Regions from separate parts of the Sus scrofa genome. Here region 1 is linked to region 2. A link is a contact called in public promoter capture Hi-C data. All regions are on one chromosome and are shown on one strand. The core of a region is the stretch at or near the end of the contact, and the rest is flanking DNA. Distances in the headings are between cores, read along the strand shown. Region 1 holds the start of FAM46C (family with sequence similarity 46 member C). Region 2 overlaps LOC110260336 (a long non-coding RNA gene).

Region 1 (2,722 bases), core at 207-2,706, 66 kb before region 2:
GGGTGGAAAGGGCCAGGTAGAGAAATATTGCATCTAGGAAGTAGTCTTTTCCCCTAGCACCCAGTAGAAGATTAGCATAAGCTCAATAAATGCAAGACCTACTATTTGATATAAAGAACATTTACCACACACTTTACACCAGGCACTGCGCTAATAACTTTCCATTTTCTTATTTGATACTTATATAACGCTACAAAGCTGTTCCGATTTTAGTCCCTCCGTACAGGTGAGGAAATGGAGATTTATGGAGGGTTGGTTAAGTTACTTGCCCAAGGCCTTACAGATAGTTAGGTAGTGAATAGAGATCCCAATCCAGGTTAATCTGAATTTAGAACCTGGACTCGAAACCACTTGCTACGGAGTGACGGGACAGCGTCCAAACCCCGCCTGCATGTTATGTAACAGACACGACTGAGCCCTGTGACATTCCGAGTACGAGTAAGAGTACGGCTGAAGCTGCCGCAGTTTGCAGGCTTGGCGATGGATTCCTCCAGGCCCTTAGTCCCACTAACTGCACACAGGTGGTAACCGCTCCAGAGAACCAACTGTGCTGGCCCTTTCCCCAATGACCTCCAGCCAATTTGCTTGGGGGATCAGGAAGGCTCGTCTGGCTCAGAAAACAAGTGTTCTCCCCGACTTCAAAACTCGAGTCCGGGGAGTTCCCGTCGTGGCGCAGTGGTTAACGCATCCGACTAGGAACCATGAGGTTGCGGGTTTGGTCCCTGCCCTTGCTCAGTGGGTTAACGATCCGGCGTTGCCGTGAGCTGTGGTGTAGGTTGCAGACGCGGCTCGGATCCTGCATTGCTGTGGCTCTGGCATAGGCGGGTGGCTACAGCTCCGATTAGACCCCTAGCCTGGGAACCTCCATATGCCGCAGGAGCGGCCCTAGAAATGGCAAAAAAAAAAAAAGAAAAAAGAAAAACTCGAGTCCGGGGTAGGCGTGGGGGCTTCACTCCCCACTACCGGAGAGGGAACTAAAGCTAAAATTCCCAGAGAAGTAAAAAAAACAGACCCGCGAGGGAGCGGAATAGAGCTGGAAAAAAACTTGGGCGCGGGGCAGTTGGGTGATAAGTTATGCGCTACCACCAGCAAAAGAGAAGGTAGTGGAAAGTCGAAAGGGAGTCTGAGTAACTCCGAAGTTAAGGGGGGGGTTGTCAACGCAGCCCCTCTCTATTGAGCCTGCGCAATGCTATCTCCTTTGGCACCCCGGCCCCTTCCCGCCGCCGAAGATTTACTCGTCTCTCGGCAACCATTCACCCGAGGAGCCAATCAGAGGGCACCTTTCGCCCTGCCCTCGTCGTCAGCGCCCCGGCGGAAGGATTTGGTGGGTGCCGGCTCCGCCCCGCCCCGCCCCTCGCTCCCCCGGGAGGGCAGGCTAAGGGGCGGGGGTGGGGGCGGTGGCGGCGGACGGGGGCGTGGTCAGGCCATATAAAAACGGAGGGGGCGGCGGCAGGACTGCTCACTCGGTACCGCTGCTTGGGGGCTGTAGTGACCGCGCCGCTCCTGCTGGGGGGCTGCCCACGCCAAGGACCTGCCTCTGTGGTCTCCTCCGCCGCCGCCGCCCAGGTGAGTCCACCAACCCCCTCCTTTAAAGGTGCGAGGATGCGCGGTCCCAGAATGCCGCGCGCCCTGCTCTCGGGGGGTCCGCTCCAGCCGAGAGGAGCCTAAGTCTTCGCCTAGCCCGGAGGGGACGCCGCGGCCCCGAGGTGAGGTGCGGACAGGTGCCGGGCCCCTGTGCCCCCTTCCCCCTCAGCTCCAGCGACGACACCCCCGTTATCCTGTCGCCCCCGAGGGCCAGGCGAGACGCTCCGAGAGGGAGCTACAACTTTCGAGAGACTTCGACCGGGCCTGGCAAACTTCGGCGAGTTCCTGCTCCGCGCGTCCCGCGGGCTCCGTGCTGGCCCGAGCCTGCCGAGCAGCTGAAGTGTATGTGACGGGGCCTTCAGCTCCTTCCCCGGGTCCGACGGCGGCCGCACCACTCCTCCCTTGCTTGCGGTCTCTCGGGCTCGTCCGGGCGCTCCGCGGGTGCGCACACCTTGGCCGGCCGGCCGAGCGCAAATTCGAATGCGGCGGCTCTGGAAGGTGCAGTTGGAGACAGCAGCGGTCGGGGGCTGTATCAGTCCGGGAAGGGGAGGACAGGGGTGGGACCCTCCCCCTGCTGGGTGCCAGCGCCAGGGTTTGAGGGAGAGGGCGGAGATCTCTAACTTCTCCTGCACTCGCACTAGACTGGGGACGCCGAGAGCAGCAAAGTGATCCAAGCGAGTGACGCGTGGGCTTTGCTTCTCTCGGGAAGACGGCGTCTGCGACCTGGTTCCTCCCCTTTTAGGAATGAAACTTGCTTAGCCTGTACGCGGAAAGCCACGGCCGTCCGTTGACTGGGCTAGCGGAGCCGCGGGCGGCTTAGGGGCACGGCTGTCCAGAGAGGTGTCACAGTTCAGATCGCGAAGGTGGGAGGGAGCCAGAGGAGGGTGACGAACCTGACGAGTGCAGGGTAGCAGCCTGTGCACCTAAACGCGGAACGCCTGCCCGAGAGAAACAAATCGGCGCTACCTCGAAGGAAGAGACGACTTCCGGGGAAGTGCCTGGCGAGTTTCTCTGGAGAACTCCGGTTCATCCAGGAGCACTAGAACCGATTGTTAGGGCAGGACCCTGTGGGGAGGATCTGTTCGGTCTCCTTGCAACCCCCCCCCCTTTTTTTTTGTCCAGAGGGAGGCTTCTGCAG
Region 2 (2,700 bases), core at 125-2,624:
ATAGGTGAACATCCTTTCCAAGCTCCAAAGCCCTCCTCGAAATGCTGACTCTTACTGATGTTGATGATCAACCGGAAGCTTGAAGAAAGGGAGACCATCCCTGTCTTACCAGTAGCAGAGGGAACTTGTCCCGGAGAGACGAGGCCCTGGGGGCTCCAGAAACTTCCTTTGCTAGATGGTGTTGGCTCTATCTCCACGCTTGAAAAGAGGGAGCTTCTTCTATCTCTATCCCAGGTCTGCAGAATTGCCGGTGTGCTGATGAGACAGGACAGTCTAAGCCAGTGTGGGCCAGCTTGGCCTCTTTCCATGAAGGGCTTGTCATGCTCTGGTGCTTAATTGCACCTGCTAATGGACTCCCTGGAGAGTGACCAACAGCTTCACTGGAGGAGGGAGCAAGGGGCCGGCAGCAGCAGGCAGGCAGGTCAGGTCTGCCCGTTGGCAGGACTGTGCAGTCCCAGGCCATTTCCCACTGGAACACCCTCTCATCCCCCGGAAGCCCCTGACTCTCCAGCTTGCAGGAGCAGTGAAGGGGGATGCTGGGCAGCAGGAAGCTCACTTAGCAGCCTGAATTTAGAAGTAGAAGCCAACGGGCCAAGGCAGCCACAGCCCTGAGAAGGAAGTGGCAGCTGCGAAGCGGCCAAACCCAGAGTGGTACCCAGTCCTTCTGGTTCTAAGTCCCCAAGTTCTTCCCATGGCATCAGGGACCTCTACCTCTTCTCGAGAGGACACATCTTAGAGCTTCACGTGGCACCTTCCCTCTTCCCCGACTCTGAGCGCTGTGATGTCTCACCCAGGCTGAAGCATGATCACATCACAATGTAAGGCGCAAGAACACAAACCCTAAAACTAAAGTAAACGGACAGGTTGCATATCATCAGCAGAATACGGTAACTAAAGTTCCGCGTGTCTAGTGGAATGGAAGAGGAGGTTTTGCAGAAAGTCGATTGCTCTGGTGGGATGACAGCCATGGTTAAGGTTTTTTGGCACCTGTTGCCTTAAACTGCACACCAGCTGCTCTGTTGGAATAACTGCAAACCCTTGGTGTGATGGTATCACATGGCCTTCACCCAGAACGAACACCTTGTTTCCATACTGCCTCTGCCTCCCTTCTTTGCTAGTTCGTTTATGCCAATTCAAGTGCAGCCGGGCATTCCTAAGTGTCAAGGGAAGCCTCTAAGGGCAGGCCCCAGTTATACGTGTCATCAGGAGATTCGGAATAAGCTTATACTTTAAACAAAAACAATCTGGGGAAAAGCTCTCCATGCAAAGCTTGTGGATCCCCTAGAATAGTCCACTGGTGGCCCTTTGGTCTGGGGCTTTGAGGAAGGAAAAACAAGCCCCCGGTGAGAGGGGCAGATGGGGACTTTGCTCCACACTGCCCCCTCGTGGTGGGCTCTTCTCTACGCCTTGCCTAGCATCTTCACCTGCCCAGTCTATTTCTAGAGAGGAGGGTCCCTACCTGAAACGGAAAAGGAGAGAAAGGACAATGACAGGGGATGCTAGCATGTTGGCTGAATTGAGGGTCCTAGGCCACAGAATAGGCATGAGGACTGGGATAACCTAGGTCATGGTTAAGTCTGAGCTCTTTCTCGCCCAGGACCCCTCCTTCCTTGCTTCCCACAGCCACTGCTAAGGGTAGCATGGTGCTGGTTGAAAAGTGGCACCATGTCTGTTCTTGAGGAAGAGTCTGAGACCCTGGGAGGGGGATGTGGTACCCCCTGGAGAAGGAGATGGGATGGAAGGGAAGTGACTCCAGAGGCAGAAACAGCAAGTGGTGCCAGCCTAGCAGCGGGGAGGGTGGCCTCCTGGCTTGCTCTGGCTCCTCTTGGGCCCCACTAGCCTACACCTCCCAGCTCTCTGGAGCAGGGTTTGGACCACGAGGCCATCTGGAGCGCTCCGGGCTCTCCAGCCCTGTGTCTGTCCATGTTAAAGCGTTGGCACCTGTCCGCTTCACTATCCTGTCTCCTCTCGAGAGGTCAGGGTGCTCCCCATTTGTGCAGCCCCAGCGAAAATGCCCTGGAATCACACAGACCAACACTCAGATCCCAGTTCTGTCATTTACCGATCGAGCCAAACTTCTCAAGGCCCATGAGCCTCAGTTCTCTCACCTGTCAAATGGGAATGATGGTGCCATTCGCTCAGTCCTGTATGAGAACTTAACAGGATAATGTCTCTTGGACTCACAGCTCCGTGCCTGGCACATGTGATGCTTGGTGACTTAAGGCCCCTATACCCTCCCAGCTGTGAGATGAATACTTTTGAAGCCCTCATGGATGTTTAGAAGCTCTGACTCCAGCGCTAAGCCCTTGTAGCCTTGGCCACACTGGTGGCTCCATGACCTGACCACTGTGGTCATCCACTGGCTGTACCATTGGGGTCACTGAAGATGCTGTCACTCATCCCCAAACAAGGACAAGCCTGGGTTTTGTACCATGATTTTCATTGTTCTCCCCAAAGGACGTTCCCACGCCATGAGTTTCTTGTGCAAGCATCCTTTTTGGCCCCTCCTGGGTATGTGTTGTGCTCTGGCCTGGAGTTGTGGTGAAGCCAAAAGCTATTCTGAGATTTTCTGTAGTCTCAACAGCTATTTCAGGCTGCAGCTTGGATATGGGGAGAGAACCCAGCACTCTCTTTCTGTGTCTTGGCCACAAATTCCAAGACTGGTCCTTTTGTGTTCCCGACACCCTCAGACCTGGACGT

What was found. Promoter capture Hi-C pulls out the DNA fragments that hold promoters and counts their contacts.
Region 1: a contact with region 2 is called in a promoter capture Hi-C map of fetal liver, with 2.2 times the contacts expected there. The contact joins the promoter of FAM46C here to the enhancer-like site in region 2. A contact is called at or near these places in 1 of 5 promoter capture datasets (fetal liver) and 7 of 47 Hi-C or Micro-C datasets (embryonic fibroblasts, fetal heart ventricle, fetal liver and 2 more).

The regions. Positions count from the first base shown.
Region 1 is chr4:103,152,808-103,155,529 of Sscrofa11.1, reverse strand. FAM46C (family with sequence similarity 46 member C) reads left to right here and starts at 1,456. Exons shown (of 2, transcript NM_001315609.1): 1 at 1,456-1,566.
Region 2 is chr4:103,087,170-103,089,869 of Sscrofa11.1, reverse strand. The region is part of intron 4 of LOC110260336 (a long non-coding RNA gene); the gene reads left to right. Among named protein-coding and RNA genes, the nearest start is that of FAM46C, 66 kb to the left of the region's middle. Within about 2 kb of position 1,374, at least 5 of the 83 cell types and tissues checked have an H3K27ac peak or open chromatin away from gene starts, as enhancers often do. A contact at or near this core is called in fetal liver, where this site is marked.